Regions from separate parts of the Anas platyrhynchos genome. Here region 1 is linked to region 2. A link is a contact called in public Hi-C data. All regions are on one chromosome and are shown on one strand. The core of a region is the stretch at or near the end of the contact, and the rest is flanking DNA. Distances in the headings are between cores, read along the strand shown. Region 1 holds the start of SLCO2B1 (solute carrier organic anion transporter family member 2B1). Region 2 holds the start of LIPT2 (lipoyl(octanoyl) transferase 2).

What was found. A called contact is a pair of places that touch in the nucleus more often than the background predicts.
Region 1: a contact with region 2 is called in a Hi-C map of skeletal muscle, with 2.3 times the contacts expected there. The contact joins the promoter of SLCO2B1 here to the promoter of LIPT2 in region 2. A contact is called at or near these places in 2 of 8 Hi-C or Micro-C datasets (skeletal muscle and subcutaneous adipose tissue).

Annotation. Positions count from the first base shown.
Region 1 is chr1:206,253,257-206,256,118 of IASCAAS_PekinDuck_T2T, forward strand. SLCO2B1 (solute carrier organic anion transporter family member 2B1) reads right to left here and starts at 1,589. Exons shown (of 15, transcript XM_072032950.1): 1 at 1,431-1,589.
Region 2 is chr1:206,108,928-206,111,786 of IASCAAS_PekinDuck_T2T, forward strand. It overlaps LIPT2 (lipoyl(octanoyl) transferase 2), which reads left to right and starts at 1,583. Exons shown (of 2, transcript XM_072032948.1): 1 at 1,583-2,164. The coding sequence starts at 1,669. It overlaps LOC110354133 (a long non-coding RNA gene), which reads right to left and starts at 1,473. Exons shown (of 4, transcript XR_011806608.1): 1 at 623-1,473; 2 at 1-576.

The DNA.
Region 1 (2,862 bases), core at 339-2,838, 140 kb after region 2:
ACCCCAAAAGGAAGCACCCCAAAACGAAGCACCATGCCTTCTTCCAGCATTTTGGGTTTTCAAGGAGGATGGGCTGGTGCTGGAGCTGGGAACAAGGATGCTCCGAGGCTTTAAGGGACCGCACAAACCACCTCCACGGCTTGCAAGCCCACAAAGAAGCACGTTTCACCCCAAAAACATGTTTTACCCCATAGAAATTTAGCAGGGATCCAGCCAGGACCCACAGGGCTTCCCCCAGGCACCTCTCACGAGCCAAAATTGCCCATCACGAGCAGCAGGGATGCAGCCAGTGCCCCGTCTGCAGGCACCCATGCCTTGAATTGGTGCAGAGCGGTTCCTCTCCCAAAAAATGCCCAACCGGAGAAGCTCCAGGCTGGGCAAGGTCCCCAAGTGCCACCGCCACTGTCACCAGCTCTCGTGGATCCAGGGCTGCCCGGCAGTGCTCCCCAAAATTCAGCCAGGATAGGGGGTGAGAGGAGGGGTTCCCATAAACACCGGAGCAAAAGCTGCAAGAGAAAGGAGCCCTGGCAGCACAGGGGACAGGGAAAATCCCTGGAAAGTGAGAAGAAATAAGGGGAAGCCTTAGGGACAAAGAAAGTGCAAAGTGGAGCTGCTTTACTGGAAAAAGAGGCTTGAATAAGTGGGAGCGGAGAGGGAACAAAAAAAAAATGTGCGGAAAGCCCTTGGAGAGCTGGCAATGCAAAACATTTGCAATCACTCCTGTTTTCCCCCTTTTTCCTCTTTCTTTCTTCCTTTCTTCCTTCCTTCCTTCCTTTCTTTCTTTCTTTCTTTCTTTCTTTCTTTCTTTCTTTCTTTCTTTCTTTCTTTCTTTCTTTCTTTCTTTCTTTCTTTCTTTCTTTCTTTCTTTCTTTCTTTCTTTCTTTCTTTCTTTCTTTCTTTCTTTTTTTCTTTCTTTCTCTCTCTCTCTCTCTCTTTTTTTCTCTCTCTCTCTTTCTCTCTCTCTTTCTCTCTTTTTCTTTTCTTTTCTTTTCTTTTCTTTTCTTTTCTTTTCTTTTCTTTTCTTTTCTTTTCTTTTCTTTTCTTTTCTTTTCTTTTCTTTTCTTTTCTTTTCTTTTCTTTTCTTTTCTTTTCTTTTCTTTTCTTTTCTTTTTTTCTTTTCTTTTCTTTTCTTTCCCTTCCTTTCCTTTCCTTTTCTTTCCCTTCCTTTCCTTTCCTTTTCTTTTCTTTCCCTTCCTTTCCTTTCCTTTTCTTTCCCTTCCTTTCCTTTCCTTTTCTTTTCCTTTTTTTTTTTTCCTTTTTTTTTTTTTTAATCCCACTAGACAAACCCAGCCCAGGAACACCGAACATGTTCAAGGAGCCGTGCGAAAGAAGGCAGCGAAGAAAGCAGCAGCGTGAGGAACTTCGCAGCCTCCAACCTGCGAGGCGCGGGGCAGGCGCAAGAAGAGCCCGACCACCGCTGCCATACTCACAGTTGTAGGATTCGCCCCGTCCCCGTGTCCCCGTGTCCCCGTGTCCCGTCCCGCTGGGTTGGGAGCAAAAGTTTTCCTCTGGCAGCAGCTGCCCCGGCCATTGGGTGCTTTTACTTCCCAGCCCGGAGGTGGGGATGGGTGTGTGGAGGTGGGGCTTGGGCTCCGTCTCAAAAACCAGAGCACATTTTAACCCAAACTTTTGCAATCGTCTCCTTCGCTAGGATTTTATTTTCCTTTTCCTGCAATCCGAGCGATTACGGAGCCGCCGATGTGGTTTGCTGATGCAGGGCTTTGCAAACTCTTCACGGTCATGGTGCAAGCTGGGTTTGCTTTTTTTTTTTTTCCCCTTTCTCAAGGGTCCCATCCTTAGCAAGCTTTTTTTTTTTTTTTTTTTCTATTTTTTTTTTACATTTATGTTCTTATTCCAGCCTCTGCCTTTGAAGCTGTGGTGCTGCCCAGGGGTTTGCGATCGGGAGCTTTTATAACCCCGTGCTATTTACTTTTCGGCACCGTTTTTTTTTTTTGCACTAATCTGCATTTTCAGATAAGGAACCGAGGAATTAATGCACAGGCAGCCCCAGAAAAGGGGATTTGTCCTGGGGGTGTCCACGTTTTGGGTTGTGGGATGGGGACGGCTGCGAGGGGGCATTAGGGATCCCCTCTCCTTGGTGTCACTGCGGGGTTTATTCCCTCTCTGGCCACCTTGGCATCACCCTGGGCTGGGGACAGAGATGTGATGGCAAATCCTCCGAGGCTCGGAGATGCTCTTGGTCCAGGGGAGCCCTGGTTTGGCAGCCCTGCCGCAGCCACCGGCTTCTTTGAGCTTCAGATGGGATGGAGAAGGCAAAGCAAGGCTGCTGAGAGATGCTGGGTCTGGGCAATTAATATCGAAGGTGTCATACTGATAACCCACAGTCTCCAGAGATGACATTTTCAGGATTAAATGCCACAAAACACCACGAGCAGTGGATTGTGCACCCTAATCCTGCACGCACTTTTTTCATGTTCACCTTACAGTCCTCACAAAAGTCATTTGTGTGCACCTTTGGATTGAATTGCTGCATCAGGCACTGCACGGGTGGTGGGGCTTTACACCAGACAAGTTATCTCGGACCCTAAAAAAATATGTTTCTAAAGATTTCAGAGCCCTGGATGTCCCAGCCTGGCCCTTCTCCTGCTGCTTGCCCAAAATGCTGCACCAGCATTTTGCTGGGTGCCCACGGCCCCCTCAGCAAGGTCCCAGAGCCAAGAGGTGGAAAATCCATTGTGGATTTTTCCCTGCCCATGGCTGTGATTTAGCAGCAGCCAGGAGACCCACGACCACATTTCCCTCCTGGCATTTCCTTCTGGGGTCCCACAGGCTGGAAACGGGGCGCAAAGGGCACAGGGACTCAATGTTTCCAAAGCAAGAGATTATCCGCCGCCCGTGCAC
Region 2 (2,859 bases), core at 333-2,832:
CCCTACTCCCTGTGCCTGTCCCCATGTCCATCCCCTATCCCCATATACCTGTCCCCTGTCCCCCTGCCTGTCCTGTCCCCACATCTGTCCCCTGTCCCCATGTCTGTTCCCTGTCCCTATACCCTCTTCCTGTCCCATGTCTGTCCCCTGTCCCCATACCTGTCCCTTGTCTCTGTCTCCTGTCCCCATATACCCATCCCCTGCCCCGTCTCCATGTCCATCCCCTGTCCCCACGTCTATTCCCTGTCCCTATATACCTGTCCCCTTTTCATGTCCCCATGTCTGTCCCCTGTCCCCATATACATGTTCCCTGTTCATGTCCCCAAGTCTGTCCCCTGTCTCCATGTTTGTCCCCTGTCCCCACATCTGTCTCCTGTCCCTATATACCTGTCCCCTCTTCATGTCCCCACATCTGTCCCCTGTCCACCTGCCTGTCCCCTGCCCCATGTCTGTTTCCTGTCCCTATTCCTGTCCCTTCCTTGTCCCCTGTCCCCATATCCATCCCCTGTCCCCAAGTCTGTCCCCTGTCTCCATGTTTGTCCCCTGTCCCCACATCTGTCCCCTGTCCCCATATACCTGTCCCCTCTTCATGTCCCCACATCTGTCCCCTGTCCCCATATACCTGTCCCCTCTTCATGTCCCCTTGTCTGTCCCCTGTCCCCATATCTGTCCCTTGACCCCATGTCCATTCCCTGTCCCCATATACCTGTCCCCTGTCCCCACGTCTGTCCCCTGTCCCCATGTCTGTTCCCTGTCCCCATATACCTGTCTCCTATCCCCTATCCTCACCCCCTATTCCTGGTTCCCTGTCCCCCTGCCTGTCCCCTGTCCCCTAGTCTGTCCCTTGTCCCCTTTTTATTTCCCCATGTCCGTCCCCTGTCCCCACATCTGTCTCCTGTCCCCGTGTCTGTCCCCTGTCCCCATATACCCATCCCCTGCCCCGTCCCCATGTCCATCCCGTGTCCCCACGTCTTTTCCCTGTCCCTATATACCTGTCCCTTTTTCATGTCCCCATGTCTGTCTCCTGTCCCCATGTCTGTCCCCTGTCCCCATATACCCGTCCTCTCTTCCTGTCCCCCTGCCAGTCCCCTGTCCCTATGTCCATCCCCTGTCCCCACATCTGTTCCCTGTCCCCATATACCCATCCCCTCTTCATGTCCTCATGTCCATCCCCTATCCCCATGCCTGTCCCTTGTCCCTGTGCCCTGTCCCCATGTCTGTTCCCTGTCCCCATATACCCATCCCCTCCTCATGTTCCCATATATCTGTCCCCTGTCCCCAGGTCTGTTCCCTGTCCCTATATACCTGTCCCCTCTTCATGTCCCCTTGTCTGTCCCCTGTCCCCATTCCTGTCCCCTGTCCCCACGTCCGTCCCTTGTCCCCATGTCTGTTTCCTGTCCCTATTCCTGTCCCTTCCTTATCCCTTGTCCCTCGTCCCCTGTCCCCACATCCATTCCCTTCCCCATATCCCTCCCTTGTCCCCCTGTCCCTCCCCTGTCCCTATTCCTACCCCTTCTCCCCACGCCCATCCCCATTCCCCGCCCCGTCCCCATTCCCCTCCCCGCCGCGCTCAGCTCCTCCCCGCGCGGCCTACCGCGGCCTCCACACCCCAAACCCACCCTAAACCCCCCCAAAACCCCCCCAAAACCCCAAACCCACCCCCTCGCCATGCCGGGGGGCGCCGTGCGGGTGCTGCTGCTGGGCCCCGTGCCCTACTCCTTGGCTCTGCGGGTCCAGGAGCGCTGCGTGGGGGCGGCCCGGGCGGCGGCCCTAAAGGCTGCGGCCCCCCCCCAAAACCGCCCCATAGCCCCCCCCCAGCTTTGGCCGGCCGAGAGCTTGGTGCTGAGCGAACCGGCCGGGCCCGTGTACGCCTGGGGGCTGAGGGGAGCCCCCGGGGGGGAGCTGGCGGCTAAATTAAGGGAGAAAGGAGCGGGGTTGGAGGCGGTGAGGCGGGGGGGGCACGTTACATATCACGGGCCCGGGCAGCTGCTGGCTTTGGTGGTTTTGGATCTGAGGGCTCGGAAATTGGGGTTGAGGGGGTTCGTGGGGGGGTTGGAGGAGGTGGGGGTGAGGCTTTGTCGCCGCCTCGGGGTGCCCGCAGCGAGATCCAGGCCCCCCCCGCTCACCGGAGTCTGGGTGGGGGACGGGAAGGTGGCGGCTATAGGTGAGGAGGGGGGGGGAATGGGGTGGGGGGGGAATTGGGGTGGGGAATGGGGTGGGAAAGGGGGTGGGGGGGTGGTGGGGGGGATGGGAGAGGGATGGGGGGGGAGTGGGTGGGGAATGAGGTGGGGGGGTGGGGAATTGGGGGGTAATGGGGTGGGGAAGGGGGTGGGGAATGGGGGGGGAATGGGGGGGCGAATGGGGGGGGATGGAGTGCAACGGGGGGGGGAATGGGGCGGGGAATGGGGAGGGAAGGGGGGTGTAATGGAGTGTGCAAGGGGGGGAATGGGGGTGTAATGGGGTGTGCAAGGGGGGTGCAAAGGGGTGGGCAGTGGGGTGGGGAATGGAGGGGGAAGGGGATGGAGAAGGGGGTGGGTAATGGGGTAGGGGGTGGTGGGGGGGTGGGGAATTGGGGGGGTAATGGGGTGGGGAATGGGGTGTGCAAGGGGGGTGGGTAATAAGGTGGGCAATGGGGGGTGGGGAAGGAGGGGGAATGGGGGGGGAAGGGGGGTGCAAGGGGGAGTGCAAGGGGTGTGTAATGGAGTGTGTAATGGAGTGTGCAGGGGGGGGAATGGGGGTGTAATGGGGTGGGCAATGGAGGTTTAATGGGGTGGGCAAGGGGGGTGGGGAATGGGGGGGAATGGAGGGGTAATGGGGTGGGGAATGGGGGGTGCAAGGGGGGAGGAAGGGGGGGTGTAA